Regions from separate parts of the Mus musculus genome. Here region 1 is linked to region 2. Evidence: chromatin contacts called from public promoter capture Hi-C data. All regions are on one chromosome and are shown on one strand. Each heading gives the region's core, a stretch centred on a gene start, on an enhancer-like site or on the middle of the called end of the contact. The rest is flanking DNA. Distances are from core to core; before and after follow the strand shown.

Region 1 (6,916 bases), core at 3,518-6,017, 530 kb before region 2:
TGTTTTCAAATTCAAGCTATTTGGCAAGCTTGGTTTTACTTCTGCTAAAATAAAAATCAGTCATAATTTAACATTATTATGCATCACCATTCAGTGATGTTAATCTTATAAACTGCAAGGGAAAGAGAAGCAGTAAGCAGCCCCTGGAACGTGTGGTCTTACTGCACAAAGCACTGGATTCTAACAATCATTCCACAGAGTTCACAGGGATGCCTGTTCTCTTTAGAAGAGCATACATCCATATCCCAAGTGTGGATGCCCACAATTTACTCAACCACTCTCTTCTGAGAGGGTATTTAGCTTCTTTCCATATTTCGCAATAAGCTACAATGGTATCATAAATTACTCTCTGTATACTGTTTGGAATCAGAGGGTCAATCTATAACCTGATGATGGACATCAAGAATGCAGTTTTGCTGAGGCTGGGAGTACTTCAGGGTCAAACCTAGAATTAGTTCGTGGCAGGCAAGCTCTCATCAGCTCAGCTACATACCCAGACCTGTGATTCATCTCTGTGAAAACTGACAGCCTGCTGAGGTCTTTAGAGATGAAGCCCTTATCCACAGAGGACAGATCTACAGTGGATGCCTAAAACTGAACCCACTATGAACCATGTTTTCCATCATAAAGTTTAATCAATATCCATCATAAAATGTCATCAATAAACCGAATACAGAAAAAGACTATCAGTTAACAACAAATATTAACAAGATGCTAGAGGAAGATGTATACGAAGGAGATGCTCAAGGAGACTGCTCTCCTTGAGCGTGGGCACTGTGGGGCTGCAATAGTCAATCCTGTAACTGCAACAAAAGGGTGAGCACACAGTGCAGACACACTGGAAAAGCCAGGAAGCACAGCCAGAAGGGACGACTGGCGCAACGCTTCCTCGCTCCTCCAGAACACGGCCAACTTAAAGCTTGCAAACTGCTTACTTTCAGAATCATCTACTCTTTTATCAACCACATGAAAACGGAAAGCAAATCACTGCTTGAGTGACGAAGGTCCATTTTCTTTGCTTCATTTGGTGTAACAAATGGCCTGAGGCTAGCTAAAGCAGATAGAGAAGGTTCGTCTCACCAAACTGAAGCAAAAGGTCATCTTCCAACACTGGCTTCAGGTACTCATCTTTTTCCCAAGGCACAGGGTTATATATGGAATTCATATATTCAACCGTAGGATTCTGGGCATGAAGATAAAGCACACTGTATTCATTGTTTGCAATGACAAAGCTCCCAAAAAAGGAGTGAGGAACTTAAGCAAAACAGAACTCAAATCTGCACAAAATGGTTGCACCTGTGTTTACCCGGCATTCTAAATGGCTACAGGGCATTCTTATACTCTCTGATGCCAGGAGAGTGACACCAGCTCAAACATTCATTTCAAAAGGACAAAGAACAAAACATTTGAAAAAAATAAACAATGTAGGATGGAGAAATGGCTGAGGGCCTAAGAGCATTGGCTATCCTTACAGAACAGCTGGGTTCAATTCCTAGCACCCACATGGGGGCTCACAACCAACCATCTTTAACCCAAGGTCCAGAGGATCCTGACGGCCTCTTTTGGCTTCTGCAGGCACCAGGCATTCAGGCAAAACATTCATATACATAAAATAAGATAGAGATTTAAAAGAGAATAAACTGTGGACATTTTTAAAAGCTCAAAGTTCCTGAATCAGACTAGAAATGATTTGATTTTACTGATAGTTTTCCTTTTATCTAATATTGCTTTCTGCATAGTACTGATCAGTTTAGTTAAACATGACAGGACTAAGCAGAGGGGACATGTCCACCTGGAGCGTCACACAGCACTCTTTTCTCAGGCCCACAATTCCCACAAGATGAAAAATGCCAAATTTGAAACAACAGCTCAAAATTTACTAAATAATCAGGACAGCGACAGTCTCTATGAACTCCAAAAATTTCTAAATAAAATTATTAGGTTTCCAACTTACCTTAAGTCTAATAAAATTTATTAGTTTAATGTATCCATAAAATTCAAGTCCTAAATAGGAGAAAAGACAATTCATTGATTTTAATACAATGTATTTGTTTTAACTCATCTGTAAATTTTCCTCCAATGATATATTTCCGACCTCTAAAGTATCACTTATTATTTGGAATTTTGCATTAAGAATTAGGAGCTGCAATTTTGTTACTTTTAAATATTTAAGCTGAGAATTAGCCACAGGTAACAGGTTTTGAAGTGTTTTGCATTTCATTAAAGAATTTATTTATTATCATGCATGTGGGGGGTACGCTATATGGGGGAGGGAGAGTGTGATGTGTATATGTAAGTGTGCTACCCTGCACAAGTGGAGGTCAAAGAATACTGGCTGTCTTCTTCCACCTCTGTGTGAGTTCTGGGATACAAACTCAGATTGTCAGAACTGTGGCAAAATGGGTGAGAGCACTTACACAGAAGGCATAAGGCCATGATTGCGATTCTCAGCACCACATAAAACACCAGGCAGAGGTGGCAGCCTTTTGTACTGTTAATGCTTGAGAGGCAGAAGCCAGGGATCATTCAAGAAAGCTGCTAGCTAGAGCAGCTGGGTCAGCGAGCTCCAGGTTCAAGTGAGAGGTCCTGCCTCAATGCACACAGTAGAGCACAACTGAGGAAGACAGCTAACATCAGCTGGGGGGAACTACACACAAAGGAAAGAAAGGGTCTGGAAAAAGGGTCAATCTAAACTTCACAAGCAAACCTGCCTTTATGCTAAGAGATACTCACCATGTTTATGGACCATACTATCAATATTAAATTGATGCTCCAACTTACAGTGTGAAAACGTTTCCTCAGCAGAGGCGAACAACCTGAAGAGACAAGCATAGAGTCTCCTGGAACAGTCTCAGAGGAGGTCAAAATACTGAATGTTAGCACTTCCTCCAGGCTCCACCCAACAGTTACCTAGCAACAGCCTACCCCCTCCCTTCCCCTCCATTCCTCTCCTCACCTTCCCTCTCTCTTTCTCCATTTACTCTCTCCCTCTCTCTCTTCCCTTGTGACCCTGGCTGGCCTTTCCTCCTCTTCCTCTCTCTTTCTGTCCTTCTCTGTCCCCCTCCCTCTGCCTCTACCCCCTTCCCCAGGGTCCCTAAACCTGTCCTTTGGCAGATTCCTCAGGGGGACTCCTCAGCAAGTCCCAAGAGGAGCTCCCTCCCTCTGGCGTTACACCACAACCGTTTTAGACAACACTGAATACCCCAAATTTACCCAGAGGCTTCTGGGTAATAAAGCTCTCTCTGATATATTTGGTTTCTCTCAAGTCACAAAAGTTCCCTAGTTGAGCCTCTTTCCCCTCCCTCTGAACCCAGCATAGTGTTTTTAGACACAAAGCACACAATTATACAGCTGGCACATTCCCAAAGTGCCAGATTTCAAGTGACCTTGGTAGTCCTACAGCACCTGCACTACAGCGTGAAGAATAACACTTCTTTTGTATGTAACCTCCAACACTGAAGGACACGAACGAATATACAGCAGAGACTCCGCACTTCACTTCTGTATGCCTAGCACACAGGCAACTCTCAATGTCTGCCAAGACAGGTCATCTGGATCATCCTCGCAGCCTATCACAGGGCACTGCACCACAGATGCTCAATAAATACAATAAATACGAGTGTGCAGTCATTCTCCTCTCCAATGAGGCGCCACCTAGGACCACTAATATGCCACCAGTCAGCACCAGGAACCGACACAGGGGGCGGGACCCAGCAGCGCTAGTCAACATCAATCACCCCTTTTTCAGCCAAGTCACTTCCATCTAAGATGCAGGATTTTAAGTGAAAAGAAGGTGTGTCCTAGGAATATAAACAGCAGCTTCGTGACCTTGAACAAGTTGGTGGCTCTGCAGCCTCATTTTCCCCTAAGTACAAAGAGCATCAGTTCCTCCCTCAATCATGGAAGTGAGCTAGTTCTGTCTAAATGGCTCAGTTGAATGTTACATGAGAAGAGAACGTCCTATTATAGGATGGTAGAAATGGAAGCGCGCTTCCAGTCTATGCGCTTTCAAAGTCTGGTATCCAAGGAACAGAATGAAAAACACCCAGCCTTCATGGAATCCCTAATTTAGGACTAAGGTGTGAAGTTCAGATTTTTTCTGGGTGTGTTTTCGAGAGGGTCTAGCTTGGTGACTCAAGGCTGGCCTGGGATTCCTGACCATTCTCCTGCCTCAGCCTCCAGAGTGATGGTATGCCAGGCCTGACTTAGTATGGGGGGTGGGGGGGGGGAATTAGAGTGAGGGGTGGGGTTGACTGGGCTGCAGAGGCAAACCCAGAGCGCGGTCCCCGGCTCCGCCCCCCCCGGACCACGTGAGCAGCCCCTTGTCAATCAACCGTCCCGCGCGGGCCGGAGCCTCGGGCCCGCCACGTGCTCGCTGGCGCTGCGGCGCGCCTTCCACACCGGCACGAACCTGTCACAGAACAGGCAGGGTGTGTGCTGCCGGCCGTGCGCGGGCTCAGTGTCCGCGTCCTCGTCCTCCCAGCCCGCGTCGTCTCCGCTGTCCGACAGTTCCAGGGGCTCCGGCCCCAGCTCGGCGCCACGGCCTGCAGAGCACACACGGTCAGCACCGAGACCCGCGCCCGCCCACCCGCGCCCCGCCGCCCTACGCGAGGGGGCACCCACCGTTCCCCGCCGCTAGCGAACACATGGCCGCCGACCAAGCGCGCGGCCGCACAGCGCGGCACCGGAGCCGGGAACGAGCGGCGCGGGTGCGCGGGAGCCCCCAAAGCGATCCACACGCGGAGCGTGAACCGTCCGGAGAGCGCTTCCGGGTCACGTGGGCGTAGGGGGCGGGGCACCGCTCTCCGGCTTGGACGCTTGCGCAACCGAGGCGCCGGCGCTTACAAGGTTGAGCACCGACTTATCGCAGCGCCCTCTGGCGGCAGAGATGGCCAATGCAGGCCAGGCTCGGAGGCTCTGGGGAAGACAAGAAAGCCCCTTAAATTAACCTGTATGCTGATGTATGTGGGTGTGCACTCAAGCCCCACACCCCTACTAGGGGTTAAAGTGATAAAGTGAGAACCATGGGCTTTACAAACACCCTAAGTTTGAACTCTATTTCTGAATGCTTGAATTCTAAGCATGAGCAGGTAACCTGCCTTCTCTTGGCCTCAGTTTCCTGACTGGTAAAGCACTCTCATGACTGCAGTAACCTGATGGTTATGGTAAGACTTACACGTGTGTGAAAAGTTTAGGCATTAACTTGAGCCTATACAATGGAAACAGGTGGACTGTGTGATATGTGCCAACAAATGCTCTCTGCCCTGCCTGTGGGGTTAGGGAGGATACCAGGGTTCCCGAGTCTCAGGCTGCCTCCTTTCTAATATTCCTAGTATCTAACAGTGGAGTTCCCTTAGGCAGGTGGGAAGCAGTAATTCTGGGTAGGTAAAGCCTCCAGGCTGCAGATGAGGCTGGACTCTGCATGGGGCATGTTTGAGGACATGGCCAGCTAGGCCTGCATAGTATAGTGTCAGACAGCTCAGTTCAACTTCCCACCATGCACACCCTCGAGCCAGTGTACTGCTGATCACTGAAGCTCTTTGGTGGGCAGTTCCTCTTCCCCTCTGTTGTGTTTTATAAAAAGATAAAGGGAGAAGGGATATGTTTTGGTGGAGGTGTAGTCAGGTGGGGGGGGGGGGGGAGTGGTGCCTCTGCGGGCCCATGCTGAGGCACCTCTTCCCCCTGAGGGCATGGTATAGTAATAGTATAGAATAGAGTTTATTCAGGGCATGGGGAGGGGAGTTAAGAAGGTAATAGAGACAGAAAAAGGCAGAGAGAGAGAGAGAGAGAGAGAGTAGCGGATTAGAGGAGTAGAGGCCAGCCATGAGCACGTGGAGAGAGAGGGGGGAGGGAATGGGGAGAGAGGGGGGCAGGAGCCAGAAGGCAAGAGGACTCAGAGGGGACAAGCAGCCCCTTTTGTAGTGACTCAGGCATACCTAGCCAGGTAACAGGGGGGGGGGTGCTAACACCCTCCCCCAACAGGATTTTGCTCACATCATAATTTTTTAAAATATTTTTGAGAATATCACACAGTGTCTCTTGATCATATGCCTCCCACTCCTCCTCTTAATTCCTCTCAGATCCATCCACTCCCATGGCCCTACCCCTCACCTTTATATCCTTTTAAAAAACAATAACATGGATTCCAGTTTCTGGGGTCCATATACTCTGGGTTGGGGGACAACCACAGGAGTGTGGTCAACCTACCAGAGGTCACAGCCTTAAAGAAAACTCCCTCTCTGAGAAACATCCACTGTCATAGCTCCTCAGGAGTGGGTACTCAAGAATCCCCAGCCACGCCATGTTAGAATGCTGACTGGCTTCTCTCGTGCAGGCAACCCCAGCTGCTAGCTTTACGAGTGGTCCTGGTATGTGCAGAAGACGGTTTCCCTCCAGTCCTCCCAACCTCTTACAGCCTGCCTACCCCTTGTGAAGGTTTGAATAAGTATGGTCCTCCCCACAGAATCATATGTTTGAACGCTTGGCCCATGGAGAGTGGCACTATTAGGAGGTACGGCCTTGTTGGAGTATGTGTGGCCTTGTTAGAGGAAGTGTGTCATTGTGGAAGCAGGCTTTGAGGTCTCCTATGCTCAAACTCCACACAATGTGGAACTCAGTCCCCTTCTACTGCCTTTGGATCAAAATGTAGAACTCTCAGCTCCTCCAGGACCATGTCTGCCTGCACAATGCCATGTTTCCCACCATGATCATAGACTAAACCTCTGAAACTATAAGCCAGCCCCAATTACATGTTTTCCATTATAAAAGTTGTCTTGGTCATAGTGGTCTCTTCACAACAATAAAACCCTAACTAAGATGCCCCCCTTCCCAGTCACATCAACCATTTCTAAAAACAGGTTGTGTTACTCTGGGAACAGCCCAGGTCTTCCTTATTGTCTATTACTGTCTATTATCT
Region 2 (7,351 bases), core at 2,112-4,611:
TTCTCATGTAAAGAATACTAAGTTTTTCTTAATACTCATAATTCCTGTGCCCATTTTTTTTAACAGGTGGAATCACTGAGGCCCAGGGGAGTAGTTAGTTAATGGACTAGGCTACTGAGCTAAGCATAGGTCAGACAGAAGGTACCACTGATAACCAACACTTTAAAACCTGGACTGTCAGTCACCCTGCAACCCAGCCAGTCTCCTGCCCCAAAATCCCCCAAATAAAAGAGAGGCAACGGCTCCATGGAGTTCATCATTTCCTGAGTGTCTTGTAATGATAAACATTACGTTTGGGAGCAGGAAATTACCAGGTGCTAAGTCAGCCCCAGTCCTCAAGCCATAATCGAGGGTGGATGTGCGCTGTCTGTCACCATGGGGATACCCTGTTCAAAGAAGGCAAAATCCTTTTGCCAAAGCCCCTTTGATGTCAGGGTGGGGCTATGAGTGCACGCTACATGGAAGAGCTCCTAGGAGACTCAGGGGCTGGCAAGGAGGGGCCCGCTGGGAAGCCAGGGCTGTCCACTGGAAGGTGGCCAGTTTCCTGAGCCATCCATCCAAACCACCCTCGTGATGCCCATGGAGAGTAAGAGAGGTGGAATGTGGGGTGATGGGGACAGAGGGAAACAGCGCCTCCAGGGAGTAGGGCCAAGTTAGCCACTCATGGAGATGTCTAAGAGTGAAAAAAAATTTTTTTTTTCTTAATGGAGAGAGTGGTGAATCACCTTCTCAGAGCCTGCTCATGGCAATCCTCTGCCACTGTTCCTCAGCTGAAGGGTCAACTGGGCACTAGCAGGCAGGAGTCTGGCTATGAATGAGCCCAGCGTCTGCCTTCCCTTCATTCCTACGGTCCTCCTCATCGGGCCCGAGGGCATGTGTCACATTCCCAGTCGCTGTTCCAAAACACCACCCACTTCACCCCCCACAGAGGAAGGAGGCACCCTGGTGCTCACCCTCATTTCAGAGCCCTCTGGACAAGGCCTGTAGCTCTAAGAAAAAGAGCAGAGCACACGGCCTAGCAGAGCCAGGACCCAGGAGCACTGGAGGAGATCTTGCCTTCCTCCCACACACCATCCGTCAGGGCTGTCAGCTTCCAAAAATGTTTAGCAAGTGCAGCATCAAGAGAGACACCCGCTGATGGGCGGGTGCGGGAGCTTGTGTGGGGAGGGGGCCTTCTCCGGCTCTGAGTTCCAACAGTCTGCCTCTGAGCAGCTTCTAGACCCAGCTCCTCCCTCAGAAAGGTTAGGAATGTGTTGAGCGTTAACCTCTGATCAGGGAAAGTAGGTGCCCAAAAGGTCGTCTGGTCTGTTGCTGCTTGGCCCTATACCAACTCAAGACTGCCTCCCCTTCTGGCTTCCCGGCTTCTCCTCTCCGGACTGGGACAGCCACAACAGTCAGGTCAGCCTGTCCCTAAAAGTCCCTGCTGACTGGCAGCCAAGAAAATACAGCATGGCCCTGCTCCCTCCTGCCAGAAGAGGGGGAAGGCGGCAGGGAAGGCAGGAGTCCAAGAGAAACTGATTGGCCCTTAAGGATTTCCTTAAAAGAGATTGCATGGCCAGGGCCTGTCACCCAGCCCAGTAGGGGGATTGCTTGCTCTGCCAGGAAAGGTAGAAGTCACCGTTTCTCGTTCAGCCATGCTCTTACCCACACCATCACCTCCCTAATCACCAGAGATACCAACGCTGGCAGCATAGACTACCCAAGAAGGAGGGGCTTAGCTACAGCAGCCATTCTGAGACAGCCAAGCCACCCCAGTTACTAGGAGTCTGTAGCAGCTAGCAGTTGGCAGCACCTGGCCAGAATCCCTTCTCCCTAATGATGGGGCAGAGACCAGCCATCTTCAAGCTAGGAGGAGGGTTAAGTTCAGGGCAACCACTCAGTATCCCTTGTCCTAGATCTCACAGCTGAGCCAGGTAGTACCCAACCCATCAAGGCACCAGGCCACTCCTTGGGGTTACAACCTGAGTATAGACACACATCACAACAGCAGATACCCATCCTCTTGGGGCCAAGCGCTCGGCACTGATGGCCCTTAACATTTCCAATGTCAGCATGCATTTTTTTGAAAGCACCCCTACACCTGCTCCAGCCCCATAGAAGCAGCTGGCTGCCAGCACGCCTTAGCTTTGCAGAGCTCCCCGGGAGAGCCTCTGGCACCCTGGCCAGCTAAACCCCTCCTGGCCACACCCACTGACCAATGTATCCTTCCAATCTGGCAGCATAAGGGGTATGCTTCCTCTCTCCAATCACATTATGGTAGCCTCTCCTCAAGGCAACCGTCCTCCTCCCTCATGAAGGATCATCCATCACTCCCACCCTGTAATAGTGCCCCAGCACATAGCACTGCTCACCTGGGTATCGAACCCGTTCTCCAGAGAGCTGCTCTTCAGCAACGGGAGCCCCTCCCCCGTCGGCTCCTGCAGCCCCTGCGATTTCAGGGGGATTTGGCTAGTGTAGGCCGTCTTGCTCACCTCCACCTTGCTTCCCAACTTAAGATAGCAGGGCTGAGGACCAGTCCGGGCCGGGGGCACGTGCAGGATGGGCGCGGCGCTGTGCACGGGTTTGGGCAGTCCCGATTTCATTTTGGAGGCTACCAGGATGGCCGGCATCTTCTCCCGGGGCTTTGGCTTTCCCAGCACGTCCCTGGCAGCGGCGGCGGAGGCGACCGCTAAAGGCAGCGCGGGCAGCCGAGTAGGCGCCGGGCCTCGGCCCGCGAGGCGCCCACCAACAGTGGAAGAAAAAAAAAAAAAAACCCAAAAAACAGAATCCCCGGGTCGGGGAACTGGGGAAATCCTGCGAGTGCGCCTGCCGGGTGGCGGGCTAGTCACTGCCCTCAGCAGGTCCCACCTGCGCGGATGTCGCAGCGGGAGGCCTGTTCAGAAGCTCTGGGTTCTCGGGGACCGCTGCCTCTGGCAATTCTTCTCCTGGGAAACCGAGGCGTGGACGCCCATATTAACTTGTCATTGCGTCTCCGAAGTGAGAAGGCTCCTTAGGAAGAGACACCGGCTACGGGGACGCACACGTCGCGCTCTGGAGCCTGCGGGTGTGAACCTTGGAGCAAAAGAGCAGAGGATGGGGAGACGGAGGACGCACGGAGCCCAAGACGTATCAACCGCGAAGCGGCTGTCACCCAGCAAACGCGCCACAGGGTCACCCGCGCCTAGGCAGACTCTGGGCGATCTCCGCAGACAGGTCTGTCTGGGCGTGACAGCCGATCACCGATGCTCACAAGCCCCTCGAACACCAAGCACCTGAGCTTCTGCGGCTCTGGCCATGCTCCGTGCGCTCCAGCGCAGCACGGCGGTGGTGACAGAGCGCGGGCACCAGGACGCGCAGCTGGCCAGGCTGGCAGCGCTGCGCTAAGCTGAGCTCGGGGGAAGGCAGCGCGGGCTGCAGGGCTGGACGCAGGGGAGGACCGGCTGCGGCGCGCGCTGACAGCCCGGGCCGTTCCCGCGCGCCTATTGGTTAGCCGCGGACCAATCCGCGGTCGCGACTCGCACTGCAAGGGGGCGTGGCCTCAACTCCGCGGGGCCGCCGCCGAAACTCTGGGGCCGCGCTTGGCCGCAAGTACAAAGCGAGCTGGTGGCCGCTCTGCGGCACGGCCCCGGCGCGCGCCTCCCCGCGGGCCGCCACCCCTGCGTCCCCGGAGCCGCCTTTGAAAACGCCGTTGGGTTGTAGATTCCCGCCTCCTTCCACCCCCAGGCATGTGTTGGGGAAATCAGTTTCTCTTTTTCAAATCGCTCGGGTCATCTCAACGGTTTGCGGGTTCCGGAGGCACGCCCCAACCTCTCTGCACCTCCATTGGGAATGACTGGGCGGGTCTCCTTGTCCCCCGCCTGAAGGACACTCCAGCCATTTCTTCTTTCCGGGTGGGCTCAGGGGCGTCCCAACAGCTTCCTCTGCGACATTCAAAGGTTGCACGTTGCACTTAAGTATTTGAAATATTTATAGGCTGATACAATGGCCGGGGAAGCTTCGCGCCCCAAGACAGCTCCTCCTTGCCACCTACCACAGACTGTAATTAGAGTGGCTTGGTGACCCGGGCAGGCTGAGGCTAAACCTGCCCTGGTTTCATGGTTTCATGAAGGCCTTCCTTTCTCTCTCTGACTCAGGGTCTGAGGACTGAAGGGAAAATAGAAAGTGCAGACAGGGTGCATGGGGCTGATCTTCAAGGACACCCACCTTAGAGATCAGTTTGGATTTGAATTGGGAAGTTCCTCCATCTTTATAGACCTAACACTGTGTCTCATGCAAGTCAAGTGGAGGTTTGAGTACTTTTCCCTAAAAGCACTGCCCAGCTAAATGAGATAGTGTCTGGCAGTGTAGGGGACCAGAAAAAAAAAATCTGTCTTTATTATTAATGAACCCACCGGAGTATGTCCCACTGTCATCTCTTTAAGCCACTTTTCTGTGTCTAGGACAGATGTTGTCACTTTCTTCCTATCCTATAGCCTGAAGTTGTAACATCCATAGGGTTGAATTTCACTCATCCTAATGATATGGGCTATATCATTCTCAAACTTACCTGGCAAAACTCTAATGTGGCCAGGAATGGGGGTGTAAGCTTGTAATTTCTGCTACTTTAGAGGCTGAGGCAGGAGGATCCCAGGTTGAGGTCAATTTAATGATCCTCTTTGTTCAAATAAAATGTAAAAAGGAGCTGGAGATGTAGCTCAGTGGTGGGCAGTTTGCTCGCTCCGCATCTGCCAGAATCTGTCTGATTCCAGTGTAAATAAATACTGTAAATAAATACCCAATCCTCGACTGGTTTTAGGCAGTGGAACCTCTGGGAGGTTGTAAGTACGTGACCGAGAGGTCCTCATGATGGGCCCAGTGCCATGTTAGAGGAGACACGATGAAGATGGATAACTTCTGATAGTGCAATGGCAGCCTTTCTGAATCCACAGAAACCACAGCCCTTGACAAGAATCTGACCATGGCTGCAGCCTGATCTCAGATCTCCAGCCTCTAGGCCTAGGAGAAAGAGGCATTTGTTGTTAAAGCGGCCCTGTCAACAGCATTTTGTGTTAGTAGCTTAAACTAAGAGCCCAGACTGAAGTAAAAGTTCAGTTTTCAAACAGCCCCTGGAGTGTTGAGATGTGACATGATACTCCCTGCTCCCATATTTCCCAGCCTGTTTGCAGGCCCTTTCTACCCTAGCTCGGGGGGGGGGGGGATGCACATAGCCTGGTTTAGCTCTTTAAATCACAAGTTTGTCCCTGACATGGTATACTCTGCCCTCGTCCATCTGGACAATCTCCTATGCTAGTATCTTGTTTTATTTAACATATTTATTGTTCCGAGCAGTCTCTTCTAAAGGAATAAATGTTTGGAAGAGCCGTCTTTTGACTTTCATGAGATTCTGTCAGAAGCAAGCAGAACGCTATGGACTGAAAAGCTACCCAGATTGTCACTGAATGGATGAGTGGTGCAGTTGCCTTTGAGTAAGAACGCCATGAGAAAGGGTTGTGGGACTTTCCTCCTTGAACTCTGATTCTTCACAGCTGCCTGAAGAGTTGTAGAAGGGCAGTCATGATCCCTATTAGGGATTGTGGAGCTATTCCCAAATATCCTCAGAGCTTAGGCACAGAGGGTGTCCAAGGTCTAGTCCCCAGAGCAGCACAGAGAACTTGTAACACTTTTTGATACACTCCACCCAATCCCAACCTACTGAATGAAAATTCCCAGAGGGTAAGGGGGGAGTGAAGGCAATCTGTGTCTTAAATAATGCTTAACAGGGGGTTTTGATGTGTACTAAGGCTGAGAATTCTAGCCAAATAAAGTGTTCATTCAGTGTACCTCCAGGGCCTCCTAAGCCTTCATATGCATAAGAACTGCAAAATCCAATTCAATAGGTCTTCAAGGTCTCCAAAAGGCTGAGATGCTGTCTTCCAAATAAACTCCCAGGTGATGGGTGCCTAGCCTGGGACTCTGGAGATTCCTACTGTAAACTGTAAGGTTAGGCCACCGTCAACAGAGGTGTAACAGCTCAAGGCCTAGCTGAAGTGAAGTGGCTTTCACAGCACTTCTGCAAAGATTCTCTGGGTGCATCCAACTAGCAGCCCAGTCCATTGGTAAAGTATGACACAGACACAGACACGGAACTGGTGATGGCCACAATGTGTGTTTGCCATTAAGAAAAAAAAAAGTTCCCAGTTAAAATAGGCACCAAAGCCATTGTGGCAGGGGTTGGGGGAGGTTCTGAGAGGGTCAAATATGTGCAAATATAATAAACAGTACATTCTTTGCTTTGAATTAAAAGCACTTGCAGGCTAAGGGGACCACTCAATAGGTAAAGTGTCCTGCAGGCACGAGGACCTAAGTTCCCTCTCATGTTAAAACAGAAATGTGGGTGTTTCACACCCATCTGCACACTTGTGTACTTGCACACTCCAAACCACACATAATATAATTCTAAGGTCTTCGGTTTCTAAACTGAAGTCGCACACCTTCTCCTTCAGCTTCCAAGTGCCTTTCTCCTCCTTGTCACTTTAATAATTTTAGCTGTTCTTCCCGGAACAGTTTCATCTCCCTTCCCACCCCACCCCCCTTTTCACTTTTCCTACTTAAACTAAAAATCTGTATCCTCCAAACTAGACAAGAGAGAAAAATAGCAAGTGGGAAGCAAAATGAGATAATTACAACATTTCCTATTTAAATCAGACTGTGGTCCGTTACAAAAATATTCTGCAAGTATACTGCTTCCATGTGGATACTATGTTAACATGAAAAAAAAAGTAACTTTAAATCAATGTCATTAGCAAGCACTGGTAGCTAAAAGAGTCAGTAGTTCAGAGAACAGCAAGCTGTTCTGAAAAGAATATTTCATGATTTTAGAGCACATTTGTCCATTTTTATTACATGCGGTATAGACGAAGATGCAAACCCCAAACAGGCCGAGTTGTAAACCCAGCATTGACAATGCTTCTTTCTTTGTTCTCCGACTCTAAACTTTCAAACTCATCCAACTGTCAGCAATAGGCCTGTTTGAAACTTACCACCAAAGCTCTCCGGACCACTGGCGTTTGGATGTCCCCTGGGGGCAGGAGCCATTCTCCAATCAGGAAGCAGCAACTGCCCCCACCCCCACCCCCATGATCTTCAACATCAGCCACTATTCTAAGTGGGGATGGGGCTTCAGCGATGACCTGTACATGACCAGCCCCATCAACCCATCCTTCATGCATTACAGACTCCATCTGCCTGACCTCCCAAGAAGACAGTCCTGTAAAGAGCCAAAAACATCTTAAACTCCAGCCTGTCATGGGGAAAATGCAAGAGTCAGCTGCCCCTGCAGACCCTCAGTTAGAGAGGAGAAGGAAAATGGTGCGCTGCCCTAAAAGGTTGTACA

Evidence for each region. Promoter capture Hi-C pulls out the DNA fragments that hold promoters and counts their contacts.
Region 1: a contact with region 2 is called in a promoter capture Hi-C map of pre-B cells. The contact joins the promoter of Prmt3 here to the promoter of Nav2 in region 2. A contact is called at or near these places in 1 of 39 promoter capture datasets (pre-B cells), 2 of 484 Hi-C or Micro-C datasets (cerebral cortex and embryonic stem cells) and 1 of 9 other capture datasets (liver).

Annotation. Positions count from the first base shown.
Region 1 is chr7:49,776,209-49,783,124 of GRCm38.p6, reverse strand. Prmt3 (protein arginine N-methyltransferase 3) reads right to left here and starts at 4,767. Exons shown (of 16, transcript NM_133740.2): 1 at 4,624-4,767; 2 at 4,412-4,544; 3 at 2,734-2,816; 4 at 1,955-2,004; 5 at 1,081-1,183. The coding sequence starts at 4,648.
Region 2 is chr7:49,242,199-49,249,549 of GRCm38.p6, reverse strand. It overlaps Nav2 (neuron navigator 2), which reads right to left and starts at 3,361. Exons shown (of 39, transcript NM_175272.3): 1 at 2,352-3,361. The coding sequence starts at 2,609.